Linked DNA regions of Drosophila melanogaster: regions 1, 3 and 4 are each linked to region 2. A link is a contact called in public Hi-C and targeted proximity ligation data. All regions are on one chromosome and are shown on one strand. The core of a region is the stretch at or near the end of the contact, and the rest is flanking DNA. Distances in the headings are between cores, read along the strand shown.

Evidence for each region. A called contact is a pair of places that touch in the nucleus more often than the background predicts.
Region 1: a contact with region 2 is called in a targeted proximity ligation map of the S2 cell line, with 8 times the contacts expected there. A contact is called at or near these places in 2 of 7 datasets of targeted methods (the Kc167 cell line and the S2 cell line).
Region 3: a targeted proximity ligation map of the Kc167 cell line shows a contact between it and region 2, with 5 times the contacts expected there. A contact is called at or near these places in 4 of 107 Hi-C or Micro-C datasets (the Clone 8 cell line, the OSC cell line, the S2 cell line and 1 more) and 1 of 7 datasets of targeted methods (the Kc167 cell line).
Region 4: a Hi-C map of the Kc167 cell line shows a contact between it and region 2, with 2.3 times the contacts expected there. A contact is called at or near these places in 2 of 107 Hi-C or Micro-C datasets (both in the Kc167 cell line) and 1 of 7 datasets of targeted methods (the Kc167 cell line).

The regions. Positions count from the first base shown.
Region 1 is chr3L:24,027,067-24,029,766 of dm6, forward strand. CG40045 reads left to right here and starts at 1,449. Exons shown (of 3, transcript NM_001275311.1): 1 at 1,449-1,657. The coding sequence starts at 1,612.
Region 2 is chr3L:23,713,680-23,716,379 of dm6, forward strand. Spf30 (Splicing factor 30) reads left to right here and starts at 1,344. Exons shown (of 3, transcript NM_001144529.2): 1 at 1,344-1,487; 2 at 2,223-2,641; 3 at 2,694-2,700. The coding sequence starts at 1,446.
Region 3 is chr3L:23,337,967-23,340,666 of dm6, forward strand. ND-MLRQ (NADH dehydrogenase (ubiquinone) MLRQ subunit) reads left to right here and starts at 1,360. Exons shown (of 4, transcript NM_001275306.2): 1 at 1,360-1,510; 2 at 1,568-1,714. The coding sequence starts at 1,469. It overlaps alpha-Cat (alpha Catenin), which reads right to left and starts at 134. Exons shown (of 12, transcript NM_079495.3): 1 at 1-134. The coding sequence starts at 80. It overlaps mir-4942 (mir-4942 stem loop), which reads left to right and starts at 1,262; the gene lies at 1,262-1,371.
Region 4 is chr3L:23,277,759-23,280,458 of dm6, forward strand. lncRNA:CR46475 (long non-coding RNA:CR46475) reads right to left here and starts at 1,412. Exons shown (of 2, transcript NR_167859.1): 1 at 963-1,412. It overlaps nAChRalpha4 (nicotinic Acetylcholine Receptor alpha4), which reads left to right. Exons shown (of 12, transcript NM_001316465.1): 11 at 458-704.

The DNA.
Region 1 (2,700 bases), core at 199-2,698, 310 kb after region 2:
CCCATCAGTTACCAACGCAATCACGGAACTTAAGGAAAAATACCATAGCAAGCTTCACACGCACCCCAACCACCTAGCGCGAGGTCTAATCCAGCTCAGCAGCCGTTCCCGTCTCCGGCGAAAGGACCTACCAACCCAGCGAATAAATTATTAGGGCCGTTTAAACATAGAACAGTTGGAAAAATAATACAACTGTTCAAAAAATACTTGTTATAGTTAAGATTTTTAAACTTATTGTTAGTTCTTATACAAGAAGATTCAATAAATAAAAGCAAAGTAAAAAAAAAAAAAAAAAAAAAAAAAAAAGTTAAAATAATGATGAAATTAGTTTTAATGCTGTAAGATCGCCTACATAAATAATAACTGCTAACATTCCCCTGTTGAAGTTTGTCGTTAATAACATATTTACACATTATTCATAATTAAAGTAAATATAGATATAAATCGGCAATATATTCGAGCGGAGAATTTAACAATAGAGTATAAAAAATCTTCGTTAAAATAATTATAGTTACGGCATATATTTTTTAATAATATTTCATCCTGTCATATTGCAACGACATTGGCCAAAACTCGAAATCTGTAAATTTGTTTCTTAGATCAAAATTGATATCGGCCCGCAAACCGATAGAAGAGTGCGTAGAAAAATAAGTGGGACTTAAAATATTGACGAGAACCACAGTGGAACCCAGCCAATCTATTTAAAAACTCATATGGAAAACAATTGGTTCTTACACTGAATATGCGTTTCGCGATTTTTAAAGCATTTTATACGTTTGTTAGGGATAGGGTTAAAAAATATTCTTGCATTTCAATGTTTTTTGGTCGGTATCGTATATGTGGGCAACTGCTGTAACTGTAATCGGCTCACAAAAGCTCTGCAATAATTTATTTATGTTGTTATTAATCATAGCTTCAATACCATAAATAAGAAAATTATAAGCAAATTAATAATATGTTGTTCATTCAATAAACTTGTTTATTTCCAATCCAATTACAGTGGTTTGTTATCAAGAGCAAGCATGTTGTCTATTCTATTCTATTTTGAACTTGTGTTGGTATTTATAAATTTTAATCCTCATAAATTTTGATAACATATATTTTTAAATAAACAAAAGAATACAGAAAGGTTAAGGTAAGGATGATATCTACAGAACTTTTTACAAATTTAACCGCAAAGTCTATTGGCATACATTAAACCGGGCTTAGTACCAGCCATACGGCAAACTCTGCTGGCAATATGTGATGATATTAACCGTTTTTCTTCATTTTGGGATTGCCCCTTATATTTTTTTTGTAAGTATAGGATTTGTATATATATATCCCCGGTACCTGTTAGCCAACCAGAAGCAGTCAAACGTAGTGTAAATGTAATATAAGTGTAGTTGGAAACAAGTGTTATTGTGTCACATTCGTCTTCACAGGAGCTAGATCTGTGTTAAACTTGTATAACTAGTTCTTTTTTATGTTTGGCCTTTATAGAAAATTCGGTGGTCGATGTCGATCATTATATTTACTTTCAATACTAACTTATTTTTAAGCATACAATTTTTATTTGTGTTAATTACTTGTGCGTTAAACTGAACCAATTCATTTATCATACAACTTAGAATGTCTGAACTTCAGTCATCTTTACTGTTAAAAAAACAATTGGCAGGTAAGTTTAACAACTTCAAACGTATATAAATGAGCAAGAATGTATATATAAATGTTTTTACATATGTATATGAAATTATTTTTCCAGTCTTGCACATGTGGTTTTAAAATTGGTGCAAAAACCATAAGCTGGCAATGCTCAACCAAATACATATATTATGTGTAATATGAGTGCACATATGTAATTTGTAGCTTAAATATTACCTATATCTTAAGGTAATTTTAATAAATTCTTGTTCTTTTTTGTAAAGTTAATAGTATACTCTTACATAGGATAATAAATGTGTATATGCGCCAATACATATATGTGTAAATATTTGTGTCTACCCTTCTTTTTAAAAATCTCGTGGTATATATTATTATGTACTCAAATTAATGATAAAATTTGAGCAGGAGTTTGCTTAATATGCCGAAAAGATAAATTTATATATGTGTATGAAGGTACACATAATATATATTACTTTCTAACTCTAATAAATGCTTACATCTACACATATGTGTGTATGTATATACAAATTTTGGTAGTGTTCCCTTCACTGCCTTAAATTAAAATTTTTGGAAAGAAATTGTTTTCTAATGATTTAGACATTCAACAACACTTAAAGACTTGGCCGAATGATAGATATATTATTATCATATTTTTGTTAACACTCTACAAAGTTATGGTTAATTGATGTTCAAGGTAACCTAATAAAGCATTTATGTTATTTGTAGGGTTAAACAATGTTCATTACAACCTTTACAATGCTTAGCCCATTTCTTATTTTCAGCCATTAATCGCGAATAGCATTTTGCTACAGGGGCAACAGTATTTTAAAACAAATGAAACCATATACTTTGTTATTTAATCGAACATGTCAACAATGGAATGAGCTTTTTAAATTCGTTTGACTCATACTACTAACTAAAAAATGTATTTATGTATGTATATGTGATTTTTTATATACATATGTATGTATATGTTTATACATATGTTTTTATTCTATAATAAAAATTATTAATTTGTTAATTTGTTTGTGATCGCTAGAGGGAGTCACTAGCATC
Region 2 (2,700 bases), core at 94-2,593:
ACCCGTCATGCCGTCATTAACGGAACCCTGTACGTCAACCAGAACGGGGTCCAAAACAGAGTACCGGGGGTAGCAAAATTCCCTCTGCTGAATGTCACCTCCCAACAAAGCGTGCTCAGTCTACCATACCTTCATAGCCTAAATGAACGTAACTTAATCGCCTGAATGAACATAACTTAAAGACAATACGAAGGTTCAGAGAAGAGGTCAACGCAGAACGCCCCCAGCGAGTGGCACTAATCGTGGCAGCATCATGTTGCCTTCTGTTGTGTGTTGCCATTGTGGGTTGGCGTGCCCAGAAGGCCAGGAAATCCACGAGACGATTTTACGTGGCGTTCGCTGAGTTAAGGGCGGCCGAGGACGGCCTCCATCTTGATGCTTTTAATTTGAATTCTTGTATTCGTTTATTCAGTTATTTTCTAACCTTGTAAGCACTTGCTCTGCTCAATAAAGAGACATTTAAAAGTTACGCCGTCGAATGTTTATTGTGAACGTTCATTTATATAGTGACGTATTTGCGCCACCCAAACCGGCCAATTTCATTAATTCCCTGAACAATAAAGCTGTTAATTGGTTCCCGTACTGTATGCCATCTGCTCAGTATGCGTTTTGATAAACAAATTCATTGGCAACGGAACTTTGCCATTCATGTAAACAAATCCGAAAGCCTAACATTAGAAGTTAGTTCGATTTGTAAAACGGGTACTTTTGTCAAATCTTATCAGATCTTATTTACTAAAGGAAAAAATTGTTTACTCAGTGGTATATTGATGTTTATTGCAAATCACCATAAGATTATTCTGTCACTTAGTTATTTTATACAAAATTTATTGATTTGACAAACAAAAATTTGCCGACATCGGAATTAAAACTGTGAAAAAGGTGGCCTCTCTAATGTCAGGAAAACAGCTGTCCGATAGCAAAACAAAAACCAGAGCACCTTAAAACGCAATTAAACGATTTTGCCCGAATCAAAATCGAAAAAAAATACGATTATGTCTAATAGAACAGTCTATATAGTAAGGTCCATAGAATCGCACATTACACATTCATTATCTTTGAAATCGAAAAATTTAAAAAGTAGCCATGCTTAGGGAAATGGCATCTGTGGGAACAGTGCACATACATTATACACATACACTGTTCGTAAAATACCTATATTTTTATATTTTGCCATCTAAGCAAATTACAACATGCTTCTGATTTTAACGTGTTATTTTAAATGACGATTTCAATCGCTTCAAAACCGGGTCTCTTATAGGTCTGATACGTTGTTGATGCTAATCTGTGAGAAACTCATATAAATTCCATTACTTACGTAAATATTATTCCAAAACAACGTAATATAGTAGTAGACTTGGTTCCGCTGCCTTAGCCTATTCAATAAATAATATAATAATTTCTTAAATTATCCAATGTAAATAGTGGAATCTGACAGTACTTAAATGGCGGACGACTTGCATAATTATAAGCTACAATTGCAACAAGTGTGTATAATTAATTAAATAAAGTATATATTTTGGTGTGGTCTTGGTCAAGATTGTATATGTTTCGCTTATATTCTTTAAGTAAAGACATTTTGTTCAGTCCTTTAAAATAATAGTAGTCAGTAGTCGATGAAGCGCAACTGGAGGATGGCGAGTACTATATGTACATATGTACATATAAACGAAGAAATACAAACCAATTTCCTGTGGATGTCCGGTCCCAATCATTTATATACAAACATCGTTGCCATGTTAGGAGTTTGAAAAAGAATCCAGCTTCGTACTGGAAAACAACTCGCAACTTCGGTGTGAAGAACGGTGACGACTATATACAGAGATATTCTATACAGCTTTCATAACATAGCTTGGATAAATACTATCACTTAAAAATGTTGTGTAAACTATTCCTTGATTTCGTTTGGCTCGTTTATGGCCATGGCCTAGTAATGTTATTATTGTATTCCCCTACTGAATCAAACCAAACATTGGAAATTTATTTGTGCTTTTAAAAAACGTGTATATAAGCCAACCCCTTAAAACAAGCGCTTATGGTAAGCCTGTACATAAAGATTCAGCTTCTGGTTAGAAAGTTTACTTCCTAATGCGTGGCATTTCAAAGATCAGTTTATTGTGAAATGTTCATATATAAATAAACTTTTTTGAATTATTCAATCTACAATGTAATATATTGAAATTGTTGCACATGAATTAAGCAATTATAAATTTAATTTTTAGGTGGAGGCAGCTCTTCAAACTGATCCAGAAAATGAAGAGCTATTAAAACTCAGAAGTGATCTTGACGAAGTTATTACCCTTACTCGTGATTTGATACAAACTCAACTGGAAGAACAAAATAAATCTTCATATGTGGAGCCATCATCAACCAAAAGAGATTCGTCCAACTACTTCGACGAAATAGAAGCAGCTCTATTAGAAGCAGAAAAATTAGTTTCAGCTGCTAAGATTTGGAAAAAAGGAGACAAGTGTCAAGCTAAATGGAAGGAGGATCGTCAGTACTACGATGCAACTATTGAAGATATATCAAGTACAGGAGAAGTTAATGTAATATTCGATGCCTATCAAAATCGATCTACGACCCACGTCAATGAGTTGCGTGAACGTACTATTCGCAACGAAGTTTTTCCGTCAAACAAGTATAAATATTTTAACAGTAAGAGTAATAAATTTCTAAAACGGTTTTTACAGGCGGCAC
Region 3 (2,700 bases), core at 110-2,609, 380 kb before region 2:
ATTTCCAAATTTTTGGGATCCCATTTCAAAGCTATCTGTCCGAAATCGGTTAACGTGCCCATTTTATCAGGTTTTAACATAAATTCTTTAACCGACGACGCCTTTTTCGATAATATGTAGTCCACTGATTATTAATAGTACCAGGATTGTAACTTTGCAGTGCTGTAAAGAATGCGGGCTTTAAATATATCATAGTCCCACTGAGCCACATGACCTACGTAACGTAACCAATATATAATGAATAAGTTAAATAGTTTTGTAGTTTTGAGTCCTGTGAGTCATTCTTTAGTAATGACTTTAAGAAAATAATTAAAATTGATTTTTGATGATTGAACTCTCGTGAAAAATATGTGATATTCAAGTATTGAAGACGATTGAGAAAAGTTTAATAATATTTTTAATTTTTACCAACAAAAATATTTCATTTAATGAATTAACATATTCCACACATATCAGGATTGTTGTTTTCTATGTTTATTATTATACCGGTTACTTGTAGAGTAATAGGGTATACCAGAATCGTTTAAAAGTTCCTAATAGGCTGATGGAAGCATTGGAACAATTGATCGGGATCAGTAGTCGACACGATCTGGTCGTGTCCGTCTGTCCGTCCGTATGAACGTCGAGATCTCAGGAACAATATAAGCTATAAAGCTTAGATTAACCATATGATATTAACCTAACGCCTAACGCTGCCACGCCCACACTTTTGAAAATTGTGTTGATATATATTTTCATATATTTATTAGTTTTGTAAATTTCTATTGATTTGTCATAAAACTTTTTGCCACGCCCACTCTAACGATACAAACCGACCAAAAAACGACCACGCCCACATTTTTGAACAATTTTAAATATTTTCTCATTGCATTCACCAATTTCTATCCGTGTCCCAGAAAAATTATGATATTTCGCGATCATATTGCCTCTAGCTGAGTAACGGATATTTAATAGTCGGGAAAGTCTACATAGCATTTTTTCTTGTTATTATTGAAAAAAAATCCTTTCGACATATAAACAAAATGTAACAAAAATGCATGACTACTTCAGAAGATTATATCGTTCCCGGCGGCTTGAAATTATTATGACAGCCTAACATAAAACCTGTGCGACAAGCATGCATAAAAATTACGTATATAAAATAATATATTCCTTAGATGTAAAAAAAAATATTTATGTGCATGATTTTTGAGTTCCCATTCTATACCAGCATCGCTTAATACTGGCATGTCACATATAAAATAATATGACATCTGCCTGTTATGAATACATATATTTTTATGTTTGAGTCAACATCGAGTTGCCGATGTTTGGAAAACATCGATGACATCGCTGTTGGCATCGAAATATGTCCATATCTAATATATAGTTCCATTCTGTTTTATTGGATTGAGTAAAGTTAGGTAATTTTTTATAAATGTGTTTCTTTCTTACATATTAAATACATTTTAATTATAACGTAGACAAAATGCAAGGTCTTGGTCTGCAAAGTCTTAAAAAAAATCCAGCTGTAAGTTTTATGATTATATTAAGTTATCTGTTGATTGCATAACAAAAATTTGTTCAGTTAATTCCACTTTATGTGTGCGTTGGAGCGGGAGCTATTGGAGCCGTCTACTATATGGCTCGACTTGCTACTCGTAATCCCGATGTCACTTGGAATCGCACATCAAATCCCGAACCATGGCAAGAGTACAAAGAAAAGCAATACAAGGTTAGATTTGCTCCTTAATATTCATATTCTATTTTCATATTTTAATGGGCCAAGAAAAGCCCTCGACCGTGGTTTTGTTAATAACCAAATTTGCTTATAGATATATGTATTTTTGCAATTTTTTACTTTTTTGGCGATTTAACCGACATGCCATAACCATTACACATATATATTTCACGAATATATACTATGTTGTAGTTGTAGTTATACCCGTTACTCGTAGAGTAAGATGTTATACTAGATTCATTGAAAAGTATGTAATAGGTAGAAGGCAGAGTTTTCACCATATGAAGCCTATATATTCTCGATCAGGATCAATATCCGAGTCGATCTGACGCTGTCCGTCCGTCTGTATGAATGTCGAGATCTCAGGAACTATACAATCTAGAAGGTTGAGATTAAGCATACAGATTCTAGAGAAATACCCGCAGCGCAAGTTTGTTGGCCTATGTTGCCACGCCCACAAATCTTCAAAAACTGCCACATTTTTTCACATTTTTATTAGTTTTTTAAATTTTGATTGATTTCCCAAAAATTTTATTCACCAATATCTATCGATATCCCAGACAAATCATGAAATTTCGCTATGGCATTTTAACTAGCTGAATAACGGGTATCTGATAGTCGAGGAAGTCGACTATTTTGTACAGTGATACTTTTTTTCACTTTTATTATTTGTCTCGCAAAACAATTCCCAATAACCGTAAACACCGCCTGTTAACAATCTCTAAACGGAGATATTTGCGTATATCAACTAGCTAATAACAAATTATTAAAACACCATACTCACCATTCTTTATGGCAGAAAAAATGTATATATATATATATATATGGGTAATTTAGGTAAATAGGTAAAATAAGTGAAATTAAGAAATGATGGGGTGTCATTAGTGCGTATTAAGGAATAATTCAACCCTTAAATAAAAAGGAAGAGGGATATGCTTCAATATGTAGTGATTGCGACTTAAACGCCAATCAAACCCTTT
Region 4 (2,700 bases), core at 162-2,661, 440 kb before region 2:
TATTGATTTCATTTGTACAATTTCTTGTCTTGTTAGCTCATTTATTTAATATTAGATTATTATTATTATTAGAGTATTCGAGAATTAAATGATTTTCTGTCTGTCCGTCCGTATGAATGTCGAGGTCTCAGAAACTTTAAAAGATAGAGCAAACAATTCTAGAGACATAGACGCAGACGCAACTGCCACGCCCACACTTTTCAAAAATGTTTTGAAATTTGTTCATTTTTGTGGTACATAAGAAATTTTGAATTTCTCGTATTTCTTTTGAATTTCTTTTCAACCATTTTGTGGTTTACACACTTGCTTATTGTTGGAGATGGCTGAGTTTTAATTCCTCAAAATAAAAAAACTAGAAAATTATTTTATTTGGCAAAAATCAATATGTCTATTAATTAATTAAATTTACTTACAGTTCGTATTTTGTATAATGTTATCAAAATATCTTTTACTTTAGCATTACGGCGAATGGACCATTTGGAGGAAGTTGTCAGGTTCATGGCCCAGTGCCGCCACTCACCCATTGTAGTTCAGACGAAATAGCCGCCGTCCCCGATATGGATATCGGACCCTTAGGGATGAAAAGTCCCATTTTAAATAATCCAGCATTTTCCCACTCTAAATGCCTTCCTAAAATTCACAAAAGCTGTTTTTGTGTGCGCTTTATTGCAGAGCATACAAAAATGCAAGAGGACTCAACTAAAGTAAGTTAAACGGTATTATTTGATAAAATGCTTATCAGAAATAAGTAAGTTTTAACTTGTATTTTCCTAGATATGTAAATCCTTACAGAGAGCATACATAAAATAGGCCATTATGGCCATATAAAGTATATACATCAATAGCCTAGTGGTTAAAACCACGTCCATGTGTACTCCATCGGTTTCTTCTCTGAAACCCTATTTTCGATGTTCTAGCTAGGTATACTTACGTTTTTTGACAATATTTAACTTCTTATTTACCTTGATCAGAAGTGGTCCACGATTTCATAAAGCTGTTATAGGAATTTTCAACGAAAAACTAGCACATTAATTTAAAAGAAATTAGATATTGGTGCTGAGGCAGAAAACACTTTTGCTTTTATTTCGATTCGAAAGCGTTAAATTGGGCGTGACCGACAAGTTTTTGGATTATTGATAGAATTGTAGGTGATATAGTGGTAGTGGAAATCTTCTAAAACAAACTCTTTTAGTTCCGGAGACAGACGGAAATACATCAGCACGAACATGGCCGCATGGACTCGGATGTTCATACTGATTATTTATAAGATTATACATAGATATATGTATATATTTTATTGCTTTGCTAATTTCTTCTGCTACCCAACGTTATTATAATAAATAAGGGAGAATGCTATAGTGGAGTTCCCCGACTCTTAAATACCCGATATCCAGATTGTGGACATGCGAACGCGAAATTTCATCATTTTTCTGGGATATCGATAGATATCGGGGAATAATAAGAGACATTTTAAAATTTCATTAAAGTGTGAGCGTGACCGTTTCAGGCGTTTTGTTGGTGTAAGGCCACGACCACACTTTAGAAAAATATTTTCATATTTCTACACCCGTTAGCCGTAGTGTTTTTGGAAAACCAGCATAGTTGTTTTAATAATTACTTTTCTAATTATTTTTTTTTAACCATAATTATTAAAACTTTGCGAGTGTAGACTGCTCTCTTGCGGTACTTTAAACAGCTCGTTGGCAAGTTTTAGTATCCCTTTCGTGCGTTGTTCACAGTGCTGTTTGGTGTTGTTTTTGTTTGCACATAAACTGCACTATGCACACACTCTCTTGCAGACTGCTCTTTTGCGGTACTTTTAACAGCTCGTTGGCAAGTTTTGATTTTGTGTTGTGAGGAGTCTTAAAACTCTCCACAAATCCGAGTGCAGGGTGCAACAGCGAAGACGGCTGGAATGCAAGAAAAGTCAAGGACGGTCAGGTCGAACGGTAATTAATGGACCTTGGACACCGGCAAAACGGATAGACCGTGAACAAACGGTACCGCGCTGGACCTTGTATTTGAGCCGTTCAAGGGCACGTAGGTCGAACGGTAGCGGTGCGGACTTTGGACACGCACAAAGAGGACGCACCGTGAACTAACGGGAAATTAGTTGGACGTTGTATCCGAGCTGGCCGTGCGCAATAGGGGAAACAACGGATTCCCCGCGGCCTATAAAGGGACGGCGCAAGTGCAGCATGTGAAGACAAAGACGTTCAGTGGGTTAGAATGCACGGAGAAGGCCACGAGGAGAGCAAGGAGGGACGAGCAATACAAGGACCCGGCTTGGTTGAAAGGGTCAGTGGCAAAGTTGGTCCCAAACCGAGCGTTGCCTTAACCCGTGGTCGATACACCCTGCCCCATAACAACCTATACCCATTCGAGCCGGCACTTGGTCCGTTTTCAAGGACACACAGGAAAGAAAAAGAAGGCTAGGAGGCGCAGGAGCAACAGCGTTCAGCGGACGGCGATCATCGGAGGAATTTGCTGTAAAATACTCCAATAAAGCTACTTTAATCTGAAACTTTGTCTTCTCCTTGGTTAGCTAGCCGCTGCAACTCGTAGCGAGCAGGACCAAGAAAAACAGTTCGTTGCAGTGTACAGTGGTTCGAATTCAAAAAAAAAGAGAATGTTTTAGTCGAGTTCCTCGACTATCAGCTAGTATGAATGGGAACGCAAAATTTCATTATTTTCCTGGGA